2 separate regions of the Acanthopagrus latus genome follow, and region 1 is linked to region 2. Evidence: chromatin contacts called from public Hi-C data. All regions are on one chromosome and are shown on one strand. Each heading gives the region's core, a stretch centred on a gene start, on an enhancer-like site or on the middle of the called end of the contact. The rest is flanking DNA. Distances are from core to core; before and after follow the strand shown.

Region 1 (4,692 bases), core at 266-2,765, 560 kb before region 2:
GTTTCTCCTGTGTGTGTGTAGCCATGTGTCGTCTCAGAGTTCCGTGTCGTGCAAATGTTCTACAACAAACTGAACAACTGTATATTTTCTCCCCTGTGTGACTATTCATATGAGCCATGACTGTTGACCTATCTCCAAAACTTTTACCGCAAACTGAACAACTAAAGGGTTTCTCTCCACTGTGGCTTCTCATGTGTACGTTCAAACCGTCTCTGCGAGTGAAACTTGCTTTACAAACGGAGCAGGTGTACGGTTTTTCTACTCCATGAACTTGTAAGTGTGCTGTCAAATTTGACCGTTGTCTGAATTTCATGCCACAGAGAGGACAACTGAACAGTTTCTCACTTGTGTGGATGATCATGTGTCGATTCTGATGTGATCTTTGTGAAAATCTTTTACCACAAACTGAGCAACTGAACGGTTTCTCCCCTGTGTGGATTCTCATGTGCGTCACAACATTAGATCTGCTTGAAAACGTTTTTTTACAAACTGAGCAGCTGAGTCGTGTTACAGTCTCTCGTTCGGGTTCAGAGAAGCGTGACGTCTCATTATCAGTAACAGGTTTTAAATATCCATCTGGATCTGAGGTCCTGTCTGGTTCTGGTCCTCCACAGTCCTCTCCATCAGCGTCTGTCTCCATCTGTTCAGTCTGTCTCTGATGAAGCTGTGAGGACTGAGGTTCCTCATCATCATCTTCTTCACTCTTCACAGGGACAGGACTGAATGTGACCTTGATATCAGCCTCCTCCAGCCCTGGAAGCTGCTCTCCCTCCTGACGGGTCCAGAGTTCCTCCTGTTCCTCTTTAATGTGTGGGGGTTCTGGTTCCTCCTGGTCCAGACTGGAGCTCCTCTCCTGCTGCTCAGGAGGATCCTCTTCTTCTCTCCCCAGCAGCTGCTGGACGTCTGTGAAGAAGAAAGATTTCCTGTTAACATTTCCACCACCAGCACTGCTACTTTCTTAAATGTGTGGAGACATTTTGCACGACGTGTAACACGTTATAAAAGAGGGTCAGTCGGGTGCACAGGTAGCTGAGTGCTCAGAGCATGTGCCACATACACAGAGGGCGCTGGTTCAAATCCCGGCTGGAGGACCTTTGCTGCATGGCACCCCCACCCCGTCTCCCACTTCCAATCTGTCCACCTGGACAGACCTCCAGGTCACATGGCTTTTGGACAGTACGTGGTCACTGCACGTATTTTTACGCTTCCAGTCAGTCGAGTTTTGGCAGAATTTGCAAAACAAAACTTCACACAGAAATCTGCTCGGCTCTGTACTGAGGGGTCAGTGTCGACTTCCTCGGTGTTTTCGCCGATGGACACAGAGCCGTGAGCCATGCTTACATTGTTTTGAAGGGGGGGCTCAGTGTGTGGAGGGGGCTTGTTGTGCCACCCAGTTTTGCTTCCCTCCCTGCAGTTTCCCTCAGACGTACGTTCCTCTTCCACAATTTAGCTTTTAAAAATAGATTCCACGACTCCGTGAACGCGGAAATCGCAGGGCCAGCAGTACTATGTCTGCTGTGAGTGTGACAACAAAGAAGTAATAAAGTGTAAAGTGGGAATAAGAAGTAATCAGAACCGACCTGTTCTGTGTAACTGGACCTGAGGCTGGAAAACAGCGTCCAGTAGTTTCCGGTGTCGACACAGTTCCTCCTCGTACTCTGCTATCGTTCTTTCAAACAGCTCAAATATCTCTTCAGCAGCCGCAGTTAGTCGCTGCTTCACAACAACTCTCAGCGTTTGGACTTTAGACATTTTCACTGACTCACACGAACTTTCCCTCCAGAAACACTCCGTTAAAAACTGTCTGCTCACTCTGATGTGCGCTGTGTTTACAGTCCGCTCGGCTCCGTCTATTTCCCGCAAGCGAGCTAACTTAGTTTCTTAACTTCTTCAGGCTCGTCGGACACCAGGAGATAATTCAGATGTTCGACATGTTCAGATAAACTGATCGACTCAGAATCTGTTCGGACATTTGGACTCCGTGTAAAACAGTCAACTGCTCTGACGAACTTTCTCCGTCTATATCCTGGAAACAGGAAGCCACGCTAACGTCCTTTCGGATTCTTCTTCTTCTGAACTTCCGGCAGGCTGAACGATATCCAGTGTCATGCTGCCCTCCACCGGTCATAACCAGAACTACTTAACTACATTTTCTCATATAATCCAGCAGAGTGCAACATTTTAATTCTGCCCTCCCAGATGAGTCTGATTTCTCCCCTAATGCAAAGTTAAAATGCTATAAACATCTGTCTATAAACATTGACAGTTCAGCTGAAAATACAGATAAAGACAGGATCCTTTATCCATCAGTAAAAATGTTCATGAATCCTTCAAACTGATTCAGGATCATTCTCACATTTCTACACTGACTATTTGTGGCCGTGTTCCTTTAGGACTCTTTGTTTTAAAAGCAGCAAGCCACGCTAACTTAGCTTTGCATCCTTGTGTGACAGGAAATGAGTCCAGGGGGAAACACGTAAAGGTCCAACACAGTTGATCCTTATGTAACAGCTTCCGGAGGTTTATTATTAAGCGTCATTAACTCTGTGGAACAGCAACAGATAATTCAGATGTTGAAATAATTTAACAGAACAGCTCAGAAACTAAAAACCATCACAACAATCAGCAGAAATGTTCATTATAAAGTGGAAAGTCGGCTTCCTGTTGCTGTATGTAGTTCAGTAAGACTCTGCTGCCGTCCAGTGAATACCAGCACAACATCATCAGACCTTCTGAAACTCCCTCCTGCATCAAAAGTCTCTCTCCTGCCTCCAGCTCATACAGAATGCATCACTCCTGTCCTGGCTTCTCCTCACTGCCTCTCTGTCTGGTTTGAATTGATCTTCAGGTTTTAGATAACTTCTTTAAGTAGCGATCAGAGATAATGCCTCCGGCTTCGACTATATGAAGTAGACGATGAATTGTAATTATCAGTTACAAAGTCTCTTGAAAAATGTCTGTTTTTGTTGATAAACACTTAGTTCAAAAAATGTCCTGACAGACATGAAACTAGATATGAACTACAAATATTCTTTTAACTACATTAGAATTTAACATTGATGAACAAACGTATGTGGTGGTGCGACAATCATCAACTTTAAAGGTGCAGTATGTGAGAACTGGCCAGATGTTGAAGCTGTTAAATACAGGGGTCAGTGTATCACCATAGTTACAGCTAACTGCTGCAAACTCTAGCTGCTGTTGTATGAAGTTGAAGTGCTGTATAAAGTAGAAGTGTTGTATCTTTACATTTCACACTCACAGCATCTACAATACAGTGATTCGACTTAAATGTGTACATTCAGTGAACTGGTGCAGAATAACACATATTTCAACCATCTATCACAATTTCATCACACTTGGTTATTATTTAACACAGCAATTATTGTCAATTGATAACTACTTATCTTTTAACTTTATTCTACTGACGCAGTGGTCCAGACTGGGAGCTCATACCAACAGAATCGAGTCGGTGTTAAGCCATCAGCACTGGAGCTTTGGACCAGGACCGATCAGGGCTAGCTGTTAGCATGCTAACTTTAGTAGATAACTAGTAGTAGTAGTAGTAGTAGATAACACTACATCCTACATAGATGTCATAATATAAACACTTGAATGTATTCACCTTCAGTTGACAGTCTTAAGTCATTATTGAATGTTCATATCTGGAAGTCTTGCCCCTTTAATTTCACAATATAACGCTGCAATTGATACTGTGTACACAAGGAAATGCTCGCAAATGGAGGCTATAAAAGAAAAAAATAGAGCAGTGAGACTGAAAAGAACACCATGAAACATGAGAATCAAGCAATTGCATGTAGTAAATGGGGGGGTTTGTTAAAACAAATAAACACTGAATTGAATTTATCACGAGGCCAGGGAGTGGTATCATTATTGATTTCTGAATATTACTATTATTAATACTCCTTACGTATGTGTTTCTGTATTCTCTTTGCTTCCTTTTCATTTCACTACAATTAGGGCTGATAAGTGATCAACTCCATCGACTTGTAAATACGTCGATTTGCGTAGCATGCGTCTACATGGAGGTTCTAAGCAGCGGCTGGATTCACACTGGATCCGACGACGCAGTGAAGCATTGCAGGTTAGTGTGGCACTGAGGGAATGTCACTCCATGGTCCGTGTGTGACATGTTGAGAACCCCCGCTAATCAGTTTGCTGAAAGACGAAGCTGTGCTATTGTTATGCTACTAGCATGCTGGTCCTGCTAGTGCTTGCTTGTCCTCATGGGTCCTCTTCGTCGTATCTGTTGATTGGAGATTATAGAATAAACTATTGAAATATAAATTACAAGTTTAAAATGTTGTTTTGGGTGAATTAGTTGAAATAATGATGAGTAATCAAAAATTAATAGTAAGATTTATCAAAAAAAAATAATCAATAGATCGATTAAAAAATAATAACTATGTGGAGCCCTGAATGTAATTGCTTTTAAAAACATATATTTAAAATATTCAATTCTTTTCCTGTCCTAAAATTATTCTCTTTTCTTCAAATTAATATGGGTAGACTGATTATCAGTTACAGTCAGATTGCCAAGAAAATAAACAAATTTAAAAAAGAGCGACTTTGGCTCTGACGCAACATCCTCACACATCGTCCCGATGTTGTTTCCAAAGGATTAACAGTCATATTAACAATAACAAGAAAATTAACAATAAACTATTTCAG
Region 2 (4,950 bases), core at 1,146-3,645:
ATTATTCTTTCATCATTACAATAGACAATGGAATAAGTAATAACTTAGCAGCTGTCGGTGAGTAAAGAAGAGGTTCAACCTGAGCAGAAAGAGTGGACCTCCAGTCTGGACCAGGAGGAACAAGAACCTGCACACATTAAAGAGGAACAGGAGGAACTCTAGACCAATCAGGAGGAGGATGATGTCACCAGGTTCACCTTCACTGCTGTCATTGTGAAGAGTGAAGATGATGATGAGAAAAAACCTCAGTCCACACAGATGGAGACAGAAGCTGAAGGAGAGGACTGTGGAGGACCAGAACCGGACAGGAACTCTGATCCAGATCAACAAATACAACCAGTGCATGAAGTCAGGATGAATACTGATGTCACTCTGACTGATGTGGGACTTGGTCCTGGTGAGAAACGATTCGGTTGCTCTGATTGTGGTAGACGATTTCGCCACAGGGGGAGAGAAACCCTTCAGCTGCGCCGTGTGCAGGAAAAAATTCCCTCGCATAGAGACCCTGGTCCGTCACTTGAGGTCTCAATCCGGAGAAAAACCATACAGCTGCTTGTTTTGTAAGAAGCAGTTCACTCGGAGTGACTCACATGAGGACCCACACGGGAGAAACCCTTCAGCTGCTCTGTGTGTGGGAAAAGTTTCACACATAACCTGAGTCTGAAGCGTCACATGCCTGTTCACATGCAGGAGAGAGCGTACAGCTGCAGTGTTTGTCACAGAAGATTCAGCAGACACTCATATGTCACGAGGCACAAATGTAAAGCTGCTGATGAGATTGTGGAGCAGCGAGCTGAAACACGACACGGCGTGTTGGACACGAGGACGTCAGTGTCAGCAGGAGTCGACTGAGCTGATCGTCTTCTCTGAGAGTCAACAGCTTTATAATTATTCTTTTTGTTTTATCTGATTGTCACAAAGAGAAATGAGTTTAGGAATCTTGAGCTCCCTGAAGGTCCCGCCCACAGTGCTCTCTGATTGGTTCCATGCACGAGCAGCAGCCAGTCAGCACTGGAAGCAGCAGATAAACATCAAACTAAATATCTCAGACCTGAGTTCAAGACACAATAACAGCAATAATTTGATTTTTGTTTAAAATTCAAAAATTTGATCAACAGAAACCAAAAAGGTCTGTGTTGTTTTTTGATCTACATTTGATAAAACATAAATGTATTTTTCATACTTTATAATAATAAATATTAGATTCTATAACTGTGACAGAAGTTGACTCGTTGCTCTGTTGGAGCTCCTGAATGTGAAGTTACCCACTGAACTTCTATCAGTTCTGTTTCCTCCTGACTTTTTGTGTTTCGTCTTCTTGACGACAGTGAGACTCTTTTCCATCTTCATCCTTTAACTCAGTTATGCAGTCGAATCATTTTTGTGACATGTATTTTTATTTGTAAACCAAACTTGGAAATTGAACAAATCTGTTTAATGTTGTTTCCTCATTTCTCCATTTTTATTGTAAAATCACGGTTCTTGAAATAAGAATTTATTGACGCCATGTTTTTGTTATTCAGCTGTTTATTTTTTAATATCATTCATACAGTAAAATGTACCTTTTATTTCTATAATTAATTTTAATGTGATTTAATGCAAAATAAATAATTTATTTAATTATTCATTATCTGTAAAGTGAACATAAGAACATATCGTGAACCAGAACCAAGATCCTCAGCTGAAAGTCAGAACTGAAACTCTGTTCATCTTCAAATAGTTATGAAGAAACTTCTGATCCGGTTCTGGACAGAGTTCAGCCTGAGTTTCTCCGCTGAGGCTGAAACTGTTAGAATAAGAGCAGTTGTAACTATACCAGCAGAACTTTTTCACAGAGGTGAACAGATGTGAGTCAGCTGATGGTTCTGACTCATGTTTTAGATCAGTTCTGTAGAACCCACATCATCTGACATGAACTCTCTTTGTCACAGAAACGATCGTGTCGACCTCAAAGTGTGAACATGTGGTTTACGGTGACGCCTGAAGGCATCATCAAACTGTCCTGTTCGTCTAATGAGATTTACTTTATTATTATTATTATTATTATTATTATTATTATTATTAAATCAACAAAAGTATTGATATTGAGATGGTGTGTGTGTTAGTGTGTGTGTATTGATGATTGATGATTTCTAACATTTATTTATTTGACGTCTCAAAGAAACAAATTAATATAATAATATAACTCATTGTAATAATAACTGAGAATAAAGAGGGAAATAAATAAAAAGATACAACTATCTTTATTTTAAATATTAAAATACAAATAAACACTTTATGATAAAAAAAAATAGCAAAAAATAAGACAGTATAAAGAATATTAAAGTCAATGTTTCATCTGATGTGTCGTCTTCTCTGTGAGGCATGTTTATATAATACATTCAGGTGAAATCATTACAATATGACGACGAAGGAGAAAGAGAAGCTTTTATTTTTGAAACGTGACCCGGAGATTATCGCTGGTGTGACGTGTTTCCTGCAGCTGCAGTAGCGTCTCGTCTTCACGCTACAGTCAGAGTGAACCGGAGCGACAGGCCGGCTCACTCCCGGCACTTTCCCGGCTCTCTCCCGGCCACATCCCGGCTCCGCCCCGCCTCACGGTGGTCTAAGATGTCCGGTCTTCAGGGTCTGAAGCAGTTCGTCAGCCGGCGGCTCTCCGCGGCGCTGGAGGAGATCTTCGGCCATGTTGAGAGAACCATCACGGAGTACGAGCGGGAGATGAACCGACGCCACCGCAAACTGCTGGACGAGGTTCTGACACCTGAAGTGAAGCAGGGGAGAACAGGTAGGTTCTGTTCATTCTGTTACAAGCACGAAGTGATCGAGTCAAGGGGCTGTGCTAAGCTAACGTTTGCTACACCATACGTACACAGCATGTTAGCCGCAGCTAGCTCCTGCTAAGGAGTAGCAGGTGACAGGCCGAGCACATTTAACTGTGACACCAGAACACACCGGAAGTGTTTGTCAGTGTTTATACACAGTAAATATCCAGAGAGGCGTGTTGTTGTTCCAGGAAAGGAGCTGCTCACCGTCTCCACAGCACACCGGGTGGTGTTGGTAGGTGCTGGGTGGTGTTGGTAGGTGCTGGGTGGTGTTGGTAGGTGCTGGGTGGTGTTCTCCAGTAGTTCGTCTCCATGTTGTTGTTGATGAAAGTGGAGGTCTGAGGAAATCGGCCGATATGCAGACTGAGCAGGTCCATGGAGGGAGGCGGGTCTCATGTAGAACCCTTCAGAGCACTTCATGAGTCAGTAGACGGGCCAGTGACATTGAAGCGGGACGGGGATGTCTTGTTTGGTACCGGTATGATGTTGGTGGCCTCGAGGTCTGTTGGGCCAACAGCCTCACTCAGAGAGGTTCTGAAGATGTCAGAGAGGTTCTTCTCTTCTTACATTCATTGGACCACAGCAGCCAAACTGTAGGACGCTGTGACCGACTCCAGTGGTTCTGGTCAACACTGGGCCTGTTACGGCCCCAAACTAAACACAACCAAAGACTCGAACAAAAGAGGCCAGTAACATATAAAGGACGCCGACAACACAGTCAAGTTAAAGGTTTTTATTTAACAAAAGAAAAAGGGCAAGAGTTCCTGGCCAAACTGAAAAAAAAGAGAGAGGAGACCCCAGACCAGCCATGACCGTCGCATCTGGGGAATCCTCCCAACTAAAGCTGCCTAATCAGATACTAAACCTACTTAGAGAAAGAAAACAAAAAGATACGAAAACAGGACTACCAGGAACTCAAACCCAAATTAAAACAACAAAGCCCTGGTGCTCTAACAGGCCAGGGAACTGAACCCAAACTCAAATCAACAACGAAGTAGAAACAAAATAGCAAAAGACTGTGAGGCAGCGCAACCTCCCTCCTCCTGCAACATACCTGTAATGAGAGAGAGAGAGAGAGAGAGCGACGCCCTGATACTGCCTCCTTTTACCTGCTCAGGACACCTGAGCTCAGGAAGGCAGAGCAGGGCGGAGACAGGACACACACACACAGGGCACTAACCTGGCCACACGTAACAGGGCCGTTCAACCTCACTACTTTAGTGAATTGTAAAAGCGTTGGCAGGGACGTCTGATCCTGTGGAGGTCGTTACAGCTGATCTGAGTTTTAAACTATTAACGAACAGCAGAAATAAGCAGGAAGCAAACTGAAGAACATTTTCCCTGTGATGAGGTCATCACGTCCAGCTTTGGTGAAACTTTTCTTATATTTCTGTTTCCTGCAGACGTCCAGCAGCTGTCGGTGAGTAAAGAAGAGGTTCTACCTGAGCAGCAGGAGTGGAGCTCGAGTCTGGACCAGGAGGAACCAGAACCCCCACACATTAAAGAGGAACAGGAGGAACTCTGGACCAATCAGGAGGGAGAGCAGCTTCCAGGGCTGAGTGAGGTGAAGGAGGAAGATGAAGAGAAACCCGAGTCCTCACAGCTTCAACAAAGACAAACTGAACCGATGGAGACAGAAGCCAATGGAGAGAACTGTGGAGGACCAGAATCAGCCAAGAACTGTGATCCAGACCAACTTGTAAATCGGGTTTGTGAGAAGTCGTCAAACTCTCCTGAACCTGAGACTGAGGTCAGTGATGACGAGTGTGAGGACAGCACAGAAGCTCCGTCAGGTTTGAACTCTGTGGACGTCACTGAGAGTGAAGCCAAATGTGAGCCCGTGAAAAAGTCCTTCGTCTGCTGCGAGTGTGGGAGGAAGTTTGGTCGTAAGGACAGTCTGCGAAGACACATGAGGTTTCACACGGGAGAGAAACCTTACAGCTGCTCCATATGTGGGAAAAGATTCTCTCAGAGGCCAAATTTGATCCGACACATGAGATGTCACTCTGGAGAAAAACCTTTCAGCTGCTCGTTCTGTGAGACCAGCTTTGCGGTGCGCAGCGCTCTGGTGAATCACATGAGAATCCACACTGGGGAGAAACCGTTCAGCTGCTTGTATTGTGACAAA

The links. Hi-C and Micro-C count contacts between places; a contact is called where the count stands out from the background.
Region 1: a Hi-C map of muscle shows a contact between it and region 2, with 2.9 times the contacts expected there. The contact joins the promoter of LOC119017309 here to the promoter of LOC119017305 in region 2. A contact is called at or near these places in 2 of 4 Hi-C or Micro-C datasets (liver and muscle).

What each region holds. Positions count from the first base shown.
Region 1 is chr3:883,060-887,751 of fAcaLat1.1, reverse strand. LOC119017309 (gastrula zinc finger protein XlCGF8.2DB-like) reads right to left here and starts at 1,515. Exons shown (of 2, transcript XM_037093954.1): 1 at 1,058-1,515; 2 at 1-903. The coding sequence starts at 1,103. All of the region lies in intron 1 of LOC119017301 (zinc finger protein 501-like), which reads left to right. It overlaps LOC119017287 (zinc finger protein 771-like), which reads right to left. Exons shown (of 5, transcript XM_037093911.1): 5 at 2,566-4,267. The coding sequence ends at 4,212. All of the region lies in intron 1 of LOC119017285 (zinc finger protein 771-like), which reads right to left.
Region 2 is chr3:320,841-325,790 of fAcaLat1.1, reverse strand. LOC119017305 (zinc finger protein OZF-like) reads left to right here and starts at 2,395. Exons shown (of 2, transcript XM_037093948.1): 1 at 2,395-2,785; 2 at 4,226-4,950. The coding sequence starts at 2,611. All of the region lies in intron 2 of LOC119017297 (gastrula zinc finger protein XlCGF8.2DB-like), which reads left to right.